Regions from separate parts of the Mus musculus genome. Here regions 1 and 3 are each linked to region 2. The links are chromatin contacts, called in public HiChIP or PLAC-seq maps. All regions are on one chromosome and are shown on one strand. The core of a region is the stretch at or near the end of the contact, and the rest is flanking DNA. Distances in the headings are between cores, read along the strand shown. Region 1 has its middle 16 kb from the start of Fasl. Region 2 holds the start of Vamp4 (vesicle-associated membrane protein 4). Region 3 has its middle 8.1 kb from the start of Gm31869.

The links. HiChIP or PLAC-seq counts read pairs in DNA pulled down with a chosen protein or histone mark.
Region 1: a contact with region 2 is called in an H3K27ac HiChIP or PLAC-seq map of thymic regulatory T cells, with 5 times the contacts expected there. The contact joins the enhancer-like site here to the promoter of Vamp4 in region 2. A contact is called at or near these places in 4 of 39 promoter capture datasets (HPC-7-derived erythroid cells, hippocampal neurons, liver and 1 more) and 3 of 115 datasets of contacts at active chromatin or transcription factors (bone marrow-derived macrophages, stem cell-derived neural progenitor cells and thymic regulatory T cells).
Region 3: an H3K27ac HiChIP or PLAC-seq map of thymic regulatory T cells shows a contact between it and region 2, with 5 times the contacts expected there. The contact joins the enhancer-like site here to the promoter of Vamp4 in region 2. A contact is called at or near these places in 5 of 39 promoter capture datasets (the C10 cell line, the HPC-7 cell line, hippocampal neurons and 2 more), 1 of 484 Hi-C or Micro-C datasets (B cells) and 2 of 115 datasets of contacts at active chromatin or transcription factors (bone marrow-derived macrophages and thymic regulatory T cells).

Annotation. Positions count from the first base shown.
Region 1 is chr1:161,802,391-161,806,617 of GRCm38.p6, reverse strand. No RefSeq gene overlaps it. Among named protein-coding and RNA genes, the nearest start is that of Fasl, 16 kb to the right of the region's middle. Within about 2 kb of position 1,972, at least 50 of the 459 cell types and tissues checked have an H3K27ac peak or open chromatin away from gene starts, as enhancers often do. A contact at or near this core is called in thymic regulatory T cells, where this site is marked.
Region 2 is chr1:162,568,765-162,572,780 of GRCm38.p6, reverse strand. Vamp4 (vesicle-associated membrane protein 4) reads right to left here and starts at 2,266. Exons shown (of 8, transcript NM_001356527.1): 1 at 2,001-2,266.
Region 3 is chr1:161,773,600-161,777,513 of GRCm38.p6, reverse strand. No RefSeq gene overlaps it. Among named protein-coding and RNA genes, the nearest start is that of Gm31869, 8.1 kb to the right of the region's middle. Within about 2 kb of position 2,148, at least 22 of the 459 cell types and tissues checked have an H3K27ac peak or open chromatin away from gene starts, as enhancers often do. A contact at or near this core is called in thymic regulatory T cells, where this site is marked.

The DNA.
Region 1 (4,227 bases), core at 723-3,222, 770 kb after region 2:
TCTACAAAGTGAGTTCTAGGACAGCCAGGGCTATACAGAGAAACCCTGTCTCAAAAAAAAAAATTTTCTCACATATCCCTGTGTATTGTAATCAGGTAGATTTCTCTCTTGTGAGCTAATAACTGGGCCCAGTGTAAATATGGCCTTCACACATCTAGCATCGTATGGAATGGAAGAACACTCGGGGCCTGCCAGGGCATCTCACTTATCCTCTGTGTGGTCTCTTCAGTGTTAAATTGGTCCTCCTCACAGCATGGAGGCCATAGCACATTCAGGAGTCTCCTGTTGGAGTCTCAGGAGCTGGTCACATGACTTGTCTTGCAGTCTTGTCGATTGCACAGGAACCCTTTAGCTTCTGTAAATACTTACTGGAGGCATGGCTCACCAGGAGCTCACTTCAGAGATTCATGATTATGGTGGAATTTTCAAACCTCATGTTCTAAATCCAAGCCTGAAGTTGCAAGCTCTCTTTGTCCACCAGGACTGAGAAAGTGATGCGTGTATAAGGACAACCTGAAGCAAGGTGATCCAGACGAGGGCAGGCGATGGTGACTGGAGAGCACAGGCTATATTCATGAGACATTGGCATCTCATCCCAGGATGTTACCTTCAAGGCTATCAGCTCCATAACACTGCATCCTCAGAATTTTTAAGGGAGACTCATCAATCTAGGTTTTTATATAAAATATTCTAGTTTGGAAATATTGGTCAAACAAAACACCCCACGACTGGAGTATGGGTTGCCAGCTTGTAAACACTGTTTTCCGTGTCCAAAGTTACACAGACACTCAACATAGCACACAAGGCTCCATGTGACCTGTGGCAGCTACCTCACCTGCTCACTCGGGTTCATTCACTCTTCATGTGTACGGATTCTTCCTATGGGACAAGCAATGTTTTAGGTGTGTAGATCCAGCATAGAATAAAACAGTCTTTGCCATCAGAGAGCTTATATTCTACTTAGGGAGACAGCCAACAAAATTACAGTGTCAGATGACACCAAATACCATGGAGAAATTAAGGATGGGCAGGTTCCGGTGTGGTAAATAGCCCAACATTTCTTTCAGCTTTGCCATTCTCTTTGACTACCTTGAATGACCCTTTACTGAAATGACCCTCCAGTAGCTTGACTATCCCATCCACTGAAATTTGTTCTGTCTTCAGCCTCCATCTTGCCAGTGCAGAACTGATGGCCCCCTCTTCTTGCTTCCAAGCGCCTGTTCCTACATATTCCCCATGGATATAACCTTTTTAAAGTGAATGCTTACATTCTATTGTGGTGAGAGAAACTTAAAGGCATCTGCATTTCCTTTTCTGTCATCCTTGATCGAAAGGACATCTTCTTTCTAAAGATGTTCAAGAAGGGAGCTACTTAACTTGGAGAGAAACTCTGCTGAATCGTATTCTTCTTTCATGTCTCTTTCTGTTGTTTCAACACTGCACATTTGGCGATTTGGGAACCCAATGTAGCAGCCACTGTGTATGCCCCTCCTTTTAGGGAAGGTTCTTCGTGAGAGTGAAATCTTATTTCTAGCACATCAGAGGAGCCTACGGTACTGTCACCTGGTTGTGAGATATCAGATGCATGATCATATATATAAACCATGCACACAAACATGTTAAGCATGTGGCCAATTTGTCTAAACATCGGGACTTCATTATGTGCACTTATACCTATCAACTTAGACAAACAGGATGCATTTTTACCGCAACAGGAAAGTATAAAAACTTCTCCCTGTACAGCTCTGTCTCTGTTCAGTGTCTGCCTGCACACTGTGGCTTGGTCTGACTCCGGCTGCCTGTATGGCCACAGGTTAAGCCTCCCTAATAGTCTGAGATGCCTGGGGACTAGCTAGGTGTTCAAGAAGACTGGAGGCTGAGCCTCCGTGGCCTCGTGTGGTGCCACTGCATGGAACAAGATGAAGCTGAATTTCTGTTGTTCTGTGAAGTACGCACATGTTCCACTGTGTGCTGGAACGCTTGAGCGTTTGAACCAGACCACAGAGGGCTGTGGGCAGATATGCCTTTGATCTCTCTCACCCCTGGAAACCTTGACTTTTAAGCTGCTCTGAGTCCCTCTAAAAGAAAGTGGCCAGGCTTGGTTAAATTCTGTTCTAGGACAGCTGTTGCCTCGGGCCACAGTTGCCTGGCTGCCTGGGAAGTCTGTGGCCCGAAAGGGTGGCTGGGAAAGAATTAATGGCCAAAGGTATCTTTATGTGCCTTCCCTTGGGAGAGAAGAGTTGCAGGTAGCACAGCATAGTCAAGTGAGCAGGCCAAGCCAGGCTGTCAGGGATACTCAAATACCACTTACCAGACTTACAACTTCTGTTCAATTTGTTTTTCTTCCTATGGTCTTTTCAATGTATTGAGTCAAAGGTTTGTTGTTGTGGTGGTGGTGGTGGTGGCTGTTTGTTTAAGCTTTTAGAGATGATGATTTTCTGTTTTTGAAACATGGTCTCTCTATGTGATCTTAGCTGTCCTGAAACTCGATACAGGCTGGCCTCAAACTCAGAGATCCTTTGCTTTCCGTGTGCTAGAATTGAAGACATGTGCCACCACACCTGGTGAGATGATGGGTTTTTTTTATTAGGTATTTTCCTCATTTACATTTCCAATGCTATCCCAAAAGTCCCCCATACCCACCCCCCCACTCCCCTACCCACCCACTCCCCCTTTTTTGGCCCTGGCGTTCCCCTGTACTGAGGCATATAACATTTGCAAATCCAATGGGCCTCTCTTTCCAGTGATGGCCGACTAGGCTATCTTTTGATACATATGCAGCTAGAGTCAAGAGCTCCGGGTTACTGGTTAGTTCATAATGTTGTTCCACCTATAGGGTTGCAGATCCCTTTAGCTCCTTGGGTACTTTCTCTAGCTCCTCCATTGGGGGTCCTGTGTTCCATCCAATAGATGACTGTGAGCATCCCTGAGATTCCACCTCACACCAGTCAGAATGGCTAAGATCAAAAATTCAGGTGACAGCAGATGCTAGCGAGGATGTGGAGAAAGAGGAACACTCCTCCATTGTTGGTGGGATTGCAAGCTTGTACAACCACTCTGGAAATCAGTCTGGCAGTTCCTCAGAAAATTGGACATAGTACTACCCGGAGGATCCCGCAATACCTCTTCTGGGCATATATCCAGAAAATGTCCCAACCGGTAAGAAGGACACATGCTCCACTATGTTCAAGCAGCCTTATTTATAATAGCCAGAAGCTGGAAAGAACCCAGATGCCCCTCAACAGAGGAATGGATACAGAAAATGTGGTACATCTACACAATGGAGTACTACTCAGCTATTAAAAAGAATGAATTTATGAAATTCCTAGCCAAATGGATGGACCTGGAGGGCATCATCCTGAGTGAGGTAACACAATCACAAAGGAACTCACAGAATATGTACTCACTGATAAGTGGATATTAGCCCAGAAACTTAGGATGCCCAAGATATAAGATACAATTTGCTAACCGCATGAAACTCAAGAAGAACCAAGACAAAAGTGTGGACACTTTGCCCCTTCTTAGAATTGGGAACAAAACACCCATGGAAGGAGTTACAGAGACAAAATTTAGAGCTGTGACGAAAGGATGGACCATCTAGTGATTGCCATATGCAGGGATCCATCCCATAATCAGCTTCCAAACGCTGACACCATTGCATACACTAGCAAGATTTTGCTGAAAGGACCCAGATATAGCTGTCTCTTGTGAGATGATGTTTTAATAAGTACCATCTCACATATGAACTCTTCCATGAAATGTTTCTTTAGCTCCCAACTTTGCCCAGTCCTCTAGGCTTCAGCCCTTTTCTCTCTAACCTAATACTAGCCTGTTGGTTTCTTAGAGTGTTTTTCTTTTTCCTTTTTTCCACTCAAAGTCTTATAATAATAGTTCCTGGCGCATGGGTACTTCGCAACTTTAACCTGAATCCAAGGATTTGTCCCTCTTCCTCCTGTAGAGACTGATGTAGAGCACACCTTAGAAGTACTCAATGGTCAATGATAGAACCATGGGACTCAGCCTCTGGCAGCCACCTTCTTGTCTCCTCAGGGACTGATGTCCCATGTTTGTCAGATGCTGGGAAAGGAAAGATAAGCAGCTCTTCTTGTACATTTCAAGCGTGGAGCACATAGTAGGACACAAACTTCAGAACTGTGCGATGTCTTGACTGCCCATGATCTTTGTAACTATTTTATGATTAAGGAGCTTCAGATAAGACGTCATTAA
Region 2 (4,016 bases), core at 1,017-3,516:
TTGCTGTGGAAGCACCCACAGCCTTTTATATGTTAATGTGCACTGTGATTTTTCCAGGGAATACTTGAGTATGCAACATAATCAAATTTTTCTAGGGGAGTGGCTATATGCAAATATACATTTCCAGTATTTTGGAGCAGATGATGACTGACTAAAAAAATCTATAAAAGCCTAAGATGCTTAGTACGTGCTAAACCCATGTATGCATCTTCAGTAACAGAAGCATTCTTAGCATCGAGTTACATAATGCATTTTCTTTTATTCTTGACACTTCTTTCAAGTAAGCATTAAGAAAATTTACTAAGATAACTGTGTTATGTCACACCACTCAAACAGACCAATAAGTGGCTATGCACTATCAGTTTTAATATTTAGTCATTTAGTTGCCATCGTGTTCTAGAACTCTGTTTTAGAAAGGTATCCTTTCTTATAACAACCTATCTTCTATAAAAAACAAACAAACATATTTAAATAATTTAGATATCAGTTTATTGATGGTAAGGCACTAAGAGAAGCCCGAATCAAAGTAATATCATTGAAGTCAGCTTCCTGTTGTTTTTAAACTAACAACTTCACTTATAACATAGCTGCTATCCATCCATGCATGAGTCACAGCCCTGGGGGTCTTTATTCCACATTACTTCCGTTAGAATCATCTGGCCCATTTTATTCCTTACATCTTAATCTCAGAATAAATTTCATGCAGAAATATTACAGAATGCACCGGGAAAAAGTTGATAAGGCAAGAACTGGAGAAAATGAGATTTAAACTGTATCTGGACGATATATTTATATCCTTGACAGCCCAAAAGAAACAACTGGCTGATAACAGATATTGATCTTAGCTAACAGCAAAAGCTGATCTTAGCCAACAGGAGAGAGGGATCAAGCAAATTCACAAAATGTCTTTACACGGTATGACACTAAAACGTAATGAGGAGTAAACCTCTTATTCAAGTTCTAAAATCCAAGCTATCAGTTTGAGGAAGGAAGCAAACTCAGGCTAGACAAATAAACAAACCACCAGCAAATCAGCAGATAGATAAACGAGCTACCCTGGAACTACCCGCAACTAATGATATTTACAGATTAAAAATAAGTAGCGTAAATAAACTGTACTCAGAAATCAGAGTTGACTCCATTCTGCCTACAGTTCCTCCTACCAAAAATATTCTTGTCGTTAACGTGTCTACGTAGTAAGAGTCATCGTGATGTCTTTCCACGTCGTGGATGGAACACCACACGGTTCACTGAAGTGTCAACATCGCACGACTCTTACGTGTACTTCCCCGCTTGCTCAAATCTCTCGTATGCATCTTCTGTAGTACGTTCTCTATTCCGTGGCTTTACATGTAACGCACTTCTAACCTGTTGTTTAATCTACACTGGCTTTTTACCTCGACAAAACAAGCTCTATTTCATTTCGCTAAAAAAGCTCGAATCTGGCTGGGCACGGCTTTCCTTTGCTCAGCCTCCATCCCCCTCGCCAGTTCTTCCTCATTTCTCATCTGCAGTCTCGGCTGGTAACAGTTCCACGCAAATCGTGACTGGAAATCTTACTCGCAAAACCTGTTACGTGTAAGGATTCACCTCCACCCCCGGGTCATTCTAAGCACAGCGGGGATGCGCGCTTTCTCCGAACCCCCGAGGAAGGACCTCAGGCGAGCCTCTCTGGCCAATTCCTCGGCTCCCTTCGCCGCCGCCACCCCAGGCCACGCACCCCGACATCTGCTCGGAACTCTGGCCCCCGACTCCCCGTACAGGTGCCCCCTCGGGAACAGCTCTCCCCCTGGAGGGCAACTCGATCTCAAAGCTCCTCGGCCGCCCCAGCCCCTCCCCAGTCCTCGCGCCCCTTCCTCAGGACACCCCGGGCCCCCGGCCTTCCCCACTCGCGACCCGACCCTCGCGCAGGCCGGTTCCCAGCCCCAGCGGACGTTGGGGGCGGTAGGCAGGGGCGTCGCCTGGCTTCCTGCCTGCTCAGGCGCGCCGGGGCGGGATACCTGCGGTCTCCGATGGGCTCCCGGCAGCAGTCCCTGCTGGCAGCGCAGGGCAGGCGGGGGAGGGAGCGGGAAGCGGAGGAAGAAGGGTGGGAGGGGGAAGGCCGAAGGCGCAGAGCCGCCACCGCTCCGCTCTGCTGCAGCGCCCCCGCTCATCGAGCGACTCGGCGCTCCGCCGCCTGGCGCTGGGCAGAGGGGGCGGGCTCAGGCGAGGGAGATCGAGCCGCTCGGTACTCCGAGTCCTGGAGAGGGCGCAAGGGGGCAGGCTCAGGCAACGGAGATCGAGCGTCTCGGCGCTCCGGGTCTTGTCTTCTGGCGGAGGGGACATGTTCAGGCAATGGAGACCCTGAGCGGGTCGATCGCTTCCGTCTTTCTTGAACCCGGGAGAATCCCCCGGGGTTGTGACGTTCAGATCCGATGGAGGAGCACGTGGGTTGTACATGGGATGAGTAGGGAACGCTGAGAAGTCTTTCAACTGGAGCTGAAAGGGTGACTAGGATGTAGGTCCCGTAGAAGATGCTACTTTGCGGGCTGTCTGAGGGACCTGAGTAAAAGGGGCCGCATGTGATAAAATATCTGTCTGATACCATTTACAAAATTGCTGAGGGTTACTCAGTTTCATTCCTTTTGCTTGTAGCCTAAATGGCAGGATCCAAACATAGGGATTCAGGCGGGAAACCACCCTTACATTGCCATTCTGCCAATAATTCATCTCCTTTACAGTCTCTGCTTGACATATTTATTTAAAGAAGTCTGGCGTTGATAGACTTAGTCCAAAACTGTAGAAATGTGTATTTCTTTTCTTTTTTTTTTTAATTTATCCTCCTCCAAGTCTTTTAAGCTTAATGGTTATTAGTCCTTTGTTAAGAGTTTTTAAACTGTGGGGAAATATATTGCCAGTTATTTGATAGACACAAAAATAAGAAAAGATGCTCAGGGACAAGAAAACAAACCGGAGGAGGAAAATTCCAGGAGAAAGCCCTCTTTCACCCGATCTTTAGTTAGGGTTGCTGTTGGGCTCACTGGTTGAGAGTTTTCTCCTCACAACTTGGCTGACTTGGACTGAAATGGCCTGCCCAGATAGAAGGTATCTTAGTCTGTGTCTCTGGCAGGGCATGGTAGTGAGATTATCACGGAGTCACTAGACAGCCCAGAGGTGGTCTTTTGTTTGTTTGTTTCTATTTATTTAATGTTTTTAAAAGATTTATTATGTGTATGGGTGTTTTTGGCTGCATGCATATATGTGCATACACTACTATGTGTATGCCTGATGCTCTTAAAGATCAGATGAGGACTTCAAATCCCCTGGGACTGGAGTTACAGGCTGTTGCAAGCTGCCATGTGGGTGCTAGGAATTGAACCTGGGTCGTTAACAAGAAGGATAAGTGCCTTTTCTCACTGAGCCGTCTCTCCAGCCCCTTCAGTTGATGATTTTATCCGTATATTTGCTTACTATGCCGAACTTCCTTGCCTTGTTTCCTTAGCTAGTTAATGTCCTTGTCTGTTAACAGCATAAGGAAATACGATAGTAGAGCTACAATGGACATGTCATTCATACATGCCTTATTATTCTTATGAGTAATCTGTTATTTTTCTTTGTATTTAGTCATAATGCCTTAATTTGGCTACTTATTTTGATTGCTTTTGGGCCAGGAACATATGCCCCCACTCTTCTTTAGTAATGTGGGAGAGACCCTTTGACTATCACTAGCATTTGTGAAAACTTAGGAAATGTGATTTCTATGGTCAGCGTGAGTATCTGTCTTATTTAGTGTTCTATTGCTGTGAAGAGACACTGTAACCACAGCAACCTTTATAAAAGAAATCATTTCACTGAGGCTAGCTTACAGTTCTGAGGTTTAGTCCATTATCAGCATGGCGGCATCAGGCAGACATGGTGCTGGAGAGGAGCTGAGAGTTCTATTTCTGGATCTGCAGGCAGCAGGCAAAAGAGACACTGGGCCTGGCTTGAACATTTGAAACCCCAAAGCCCACCCCAAGTGACACAGTTCCTCCAAC
Region 3 (3,914 bases), core at 899-3,398, 800 kb after region 2:
TAATAAAAAATATATAGGTACATACCTGTTGTTCCTGTACTTATCAGACTAAGGTAGATAGATGGATTGCAGGTTTGAGGTCAGTCTGGGTTACATGAGTTTCTGTTCTCCAGAAGAAAGCAAACATATTTAATGCCATGAGGTAGTGTCATGAAGAAAATTAGGTAAAATGGCAGGGAGTGTGGGAGAATGGCTATTGAAAGGATGAAAAGCAGGACATACAGATGCCCAGGGCAGAGCATCTCAAGCAGAGAAGCTGCCAGTTCCGATCCTTAAGATGGAAAGTCATTAGGTTTTAGTCTAGCATAATATAGATTCATATATTGTAAACTTAATCCTTGAAGTGATAGTTTGGGGATGTGGGACCTATTAAGAGGTGACTAGGTCATAAAGCAGAGCCCTCTTGAGTGTATTGATCTTATTTTATTAATAACTAGGCTAGTAATCTGCCCACTATGTTTTTTGGCTTTGCTTTTTTTAAACACATGTTCTGGTCCTCTCGCTTTCTGCTAAGTTATGGACCAGTTCAAAGACAATCATCAAATGCTGTCACTCTGTCCTGCCCACAGTTAAACCCACATGACGCCCATAGACTTCCTAGCCCTTACATGTCCTTCATTTGTCACCTTGTAAACTATTTAAGCTGTGGTATTGTGATGTAGCAATAGAGAACAGAGTTAGGGTCATCCTATACATAGAGATCCCAGGGTCCCAGAGGTGGCCATGGATTTTCTCTAGATTCTTCCCGAGAACTATGGACTCTCCGCTTCTATCTGGACTCCCAGAGCCAACACTCTGCTGTCTCTCGCAACTCAGTTGTCCTGAGGAAAAAAGGAAAGGGATTGAATTCGGGCTGAGAAGGCCTGGGTGAGTTCAGCCACGGCCACTTGCTTAACTCTATGTGACTTTAAGTAAGTCCCACGGACGTTGTGAAATTCCTTTTCTTGGTCCTCTATAGAAATGCTGTTGCTGACATGAAAAGGAATCCTTCAGGCCTTGGAAAGGCTGCTGGAGGAGGAGCTGTGGCGCTGTTGTATTTCTCAGTAAGTTTCCTGATCACCACGCTTAGATAAATTCCTCAACAGGTGAGATGGTTTGGCAGGCAAAGGCACTTGCAAACCTAGTGACCTCAGGTCAATTCTCCAGAAAGCACATAAACGTGGGAAGAGGAAACTGACTCTATTAAGTTGTCTTCTGACCTCCACACATGTGTTGTGACATATGTGCCTATATACACATCATACGTGCACGTGCACACACAAACACACACACAGAGCATGTGCTTATACACACGTGTACAGAGACAACTAAGATTTCTTGCTCATTAATATTTTCATAAGACCCATATAAGAAAATCTCATCAACTATACAAACTACCTGTTATAAGAAACAGACAGAAAAATAATCTTCTGAAGTGTGAAAGTAAAAGAATACTATTTCATATTAACCATAGTCTTTAAAATCATTTTATTATTTGTTTTTACTTTAAGTATGTCATTATACATATAAGAGCAACTGGCTTATTCAGATTCTTTACTCATAATTGAGATATTGGATATCTTATGTGTTCATTATATACAAAGTCTACTATGATTAGCCACATTTTAATTAGCATATAAATAATGGTACTCATAACATATTCATAGATTCATATCATGTACTTCACTTATATTAATTTCCAGTTACCATCTTATGTTCCTCTCTCTCCTTTCCTGCCGGTCCCCTTAGCTCCTTCTGTTTTCTATTCATAAGTGTGTACATATATTTAAGTCTTTGTCCTCAATCTGAAATAAAACATTATAGTTGTCTATTTGACTTTCTGAGTCTGGTTTATTTTGCTTACCATGACAACCTAAAGCTGTATTCCTTTTCCTGCAGATATGATTAGCCATCTTGATGACTGTGTCTTTTCATTCTGAAATACAATTTTAAGAGATGACATTTAAATATTTAATTTCAATAACGGGACATTTAAGCTTAGTGCTACCCTTGATAGCTGCCTCCTTCATTAAACTTGGGATCACTTCAGGAGATGTGAGCTGCCAAGGGGATCCCCCTCTTTCCAGTAGCAGCCTGTCATAGAGGGACTAGAACCTCTTCGTTCTCATGTTGCAGCCCCACTTTCTGTGGGTGAACGAACCACTTCAAAGACTATGTGAAGTTTTGGTAAGAGACACGACGATGGTATCAAGTTTTAAAGTGTTCAAATACGTAAGGCATGCAAGACAAGAACCCTAGCCAATGAGACAACAGCTACTTGTTGGAGTTTCCAAGGCTTTTAATGGCATGGATAGATCTTTTGGGTTTGTTTGTTCTAGAGCTTATCCTCCATCCTGCTCCAACCCAACTCTGTTCTTGCTCCACTTCCAATCTGTAGAAGAAAATGCATACATTTTTTTTTTTTGGAAGGAGGTTCATGGAGCTATAAAGAGACTATCTCTAGCCTCAAGTAAATGGATAATATGCTAGATCTTCCCCAAAGAGATTAAAGTCTAGACTGAAGTGACCTTAGATTCATTGAGAAGAGACAACACTCTTTAGATGGTGAGAAAGAGACAGAGGTGTTAAACAGAACTCTGAAGTGTGAGCTGGAATGGAAGAATTATCTCAACCTCAGCATCCTTTTTGCGTCGTTTAGGTGGCCTTATTCTGGTTTCTACGAAATTCAGAAGACTTCTGCAGAGGTCTGGATAGGGTGATGAAAAGAAGAAACCAGCAAGGCTTGATTCTGCTGAAGCTCCCTTTAGAGTTGTGCTCTTGGGCCTTGTTGCTGACTAGGCTGGCCAGCCAGCTTTTCCAACCTGTCCAATGAATATGAAGATTGCTTCTGTTTCTAGCAGAGAATGTAACCAGGAGTCGAGGTGAGCACACAATAGATCCATGCTTGATTAGGAATGCTTTTTCTGCCTTAAAGCCAAATTTGTGTTTATGGTTCACTGAGTGGTTAAGTAGATCAACTTTTAATTGAAGAGTGATATAACATTTACCACAAGGCTTATTATGGCCCTCAAATCATGATGTATGTACATAGCAAGATTGCATTGCTTCCCTTTAAGCAAGAGTTATAGAAAGTGCCTATATTTAGGTCAGGTCATACCCATAACAACCCCCTTAGCCAAACATTACTGACTCCAGCTTGTGAGAAAGCAGAGAAGTGATAACTTCTCAATGGCCATGGAGTATCAGTTAGAACTCAAGACTAGGCTTGTCAGATCTGAAGACTGTTAGCCACATATCAGTTTGCCTTCTGTCCTCATTATAATTATCAGTATTCAGTTATTTAACGACTATTTGTTAAGTACATGCTAGGAGTCAAGCATTGTTTGGAGGGTGGAATGGCGAACATAATAATGATTATTCTTTTATTAATTTGTATCTTGGGTCCTGGGGAGCAAACCCAGCCCAGTGCATTTGCTAGGCAAGTATTCTTACCACTAAGTACACCCACAAAGTCTCATTCGTTCTTATGAAACTTATCCTTAAATGGGGTTCCAAAGCTGTGTTTTAAAAAAAAAACTAAACAAGAAAATAAACACGTAATCCCAGAAATGGTTAGGCAACAATAAGCTCTATTTTGAGAATTAAAATAGAAATAAACTAACAAGAGACTAGACGATGGCATTAGAGAAAAGACTCTGAAGGAGAAAGATAACGAGGCTGTATGTGAACACAGTCAAAATGAATGATATGGATGCATTTATACAGTTAGTATATGCTAGTGATTATAACAGAGTATCATTTAAAAAGACAGTTCAGGGATGAAGATGTAACTGAGGGGGGAGAATGCTTGCAGGAGTTGCTGTATTCCCTTCCTACCACAATAACAGAGTTATAAGATATCATAAAAAGATAACATAGCAATATAATCACTAGGTAGTGATCATTCTAGAGAGCAGGAACAGCCATTTTTGGAC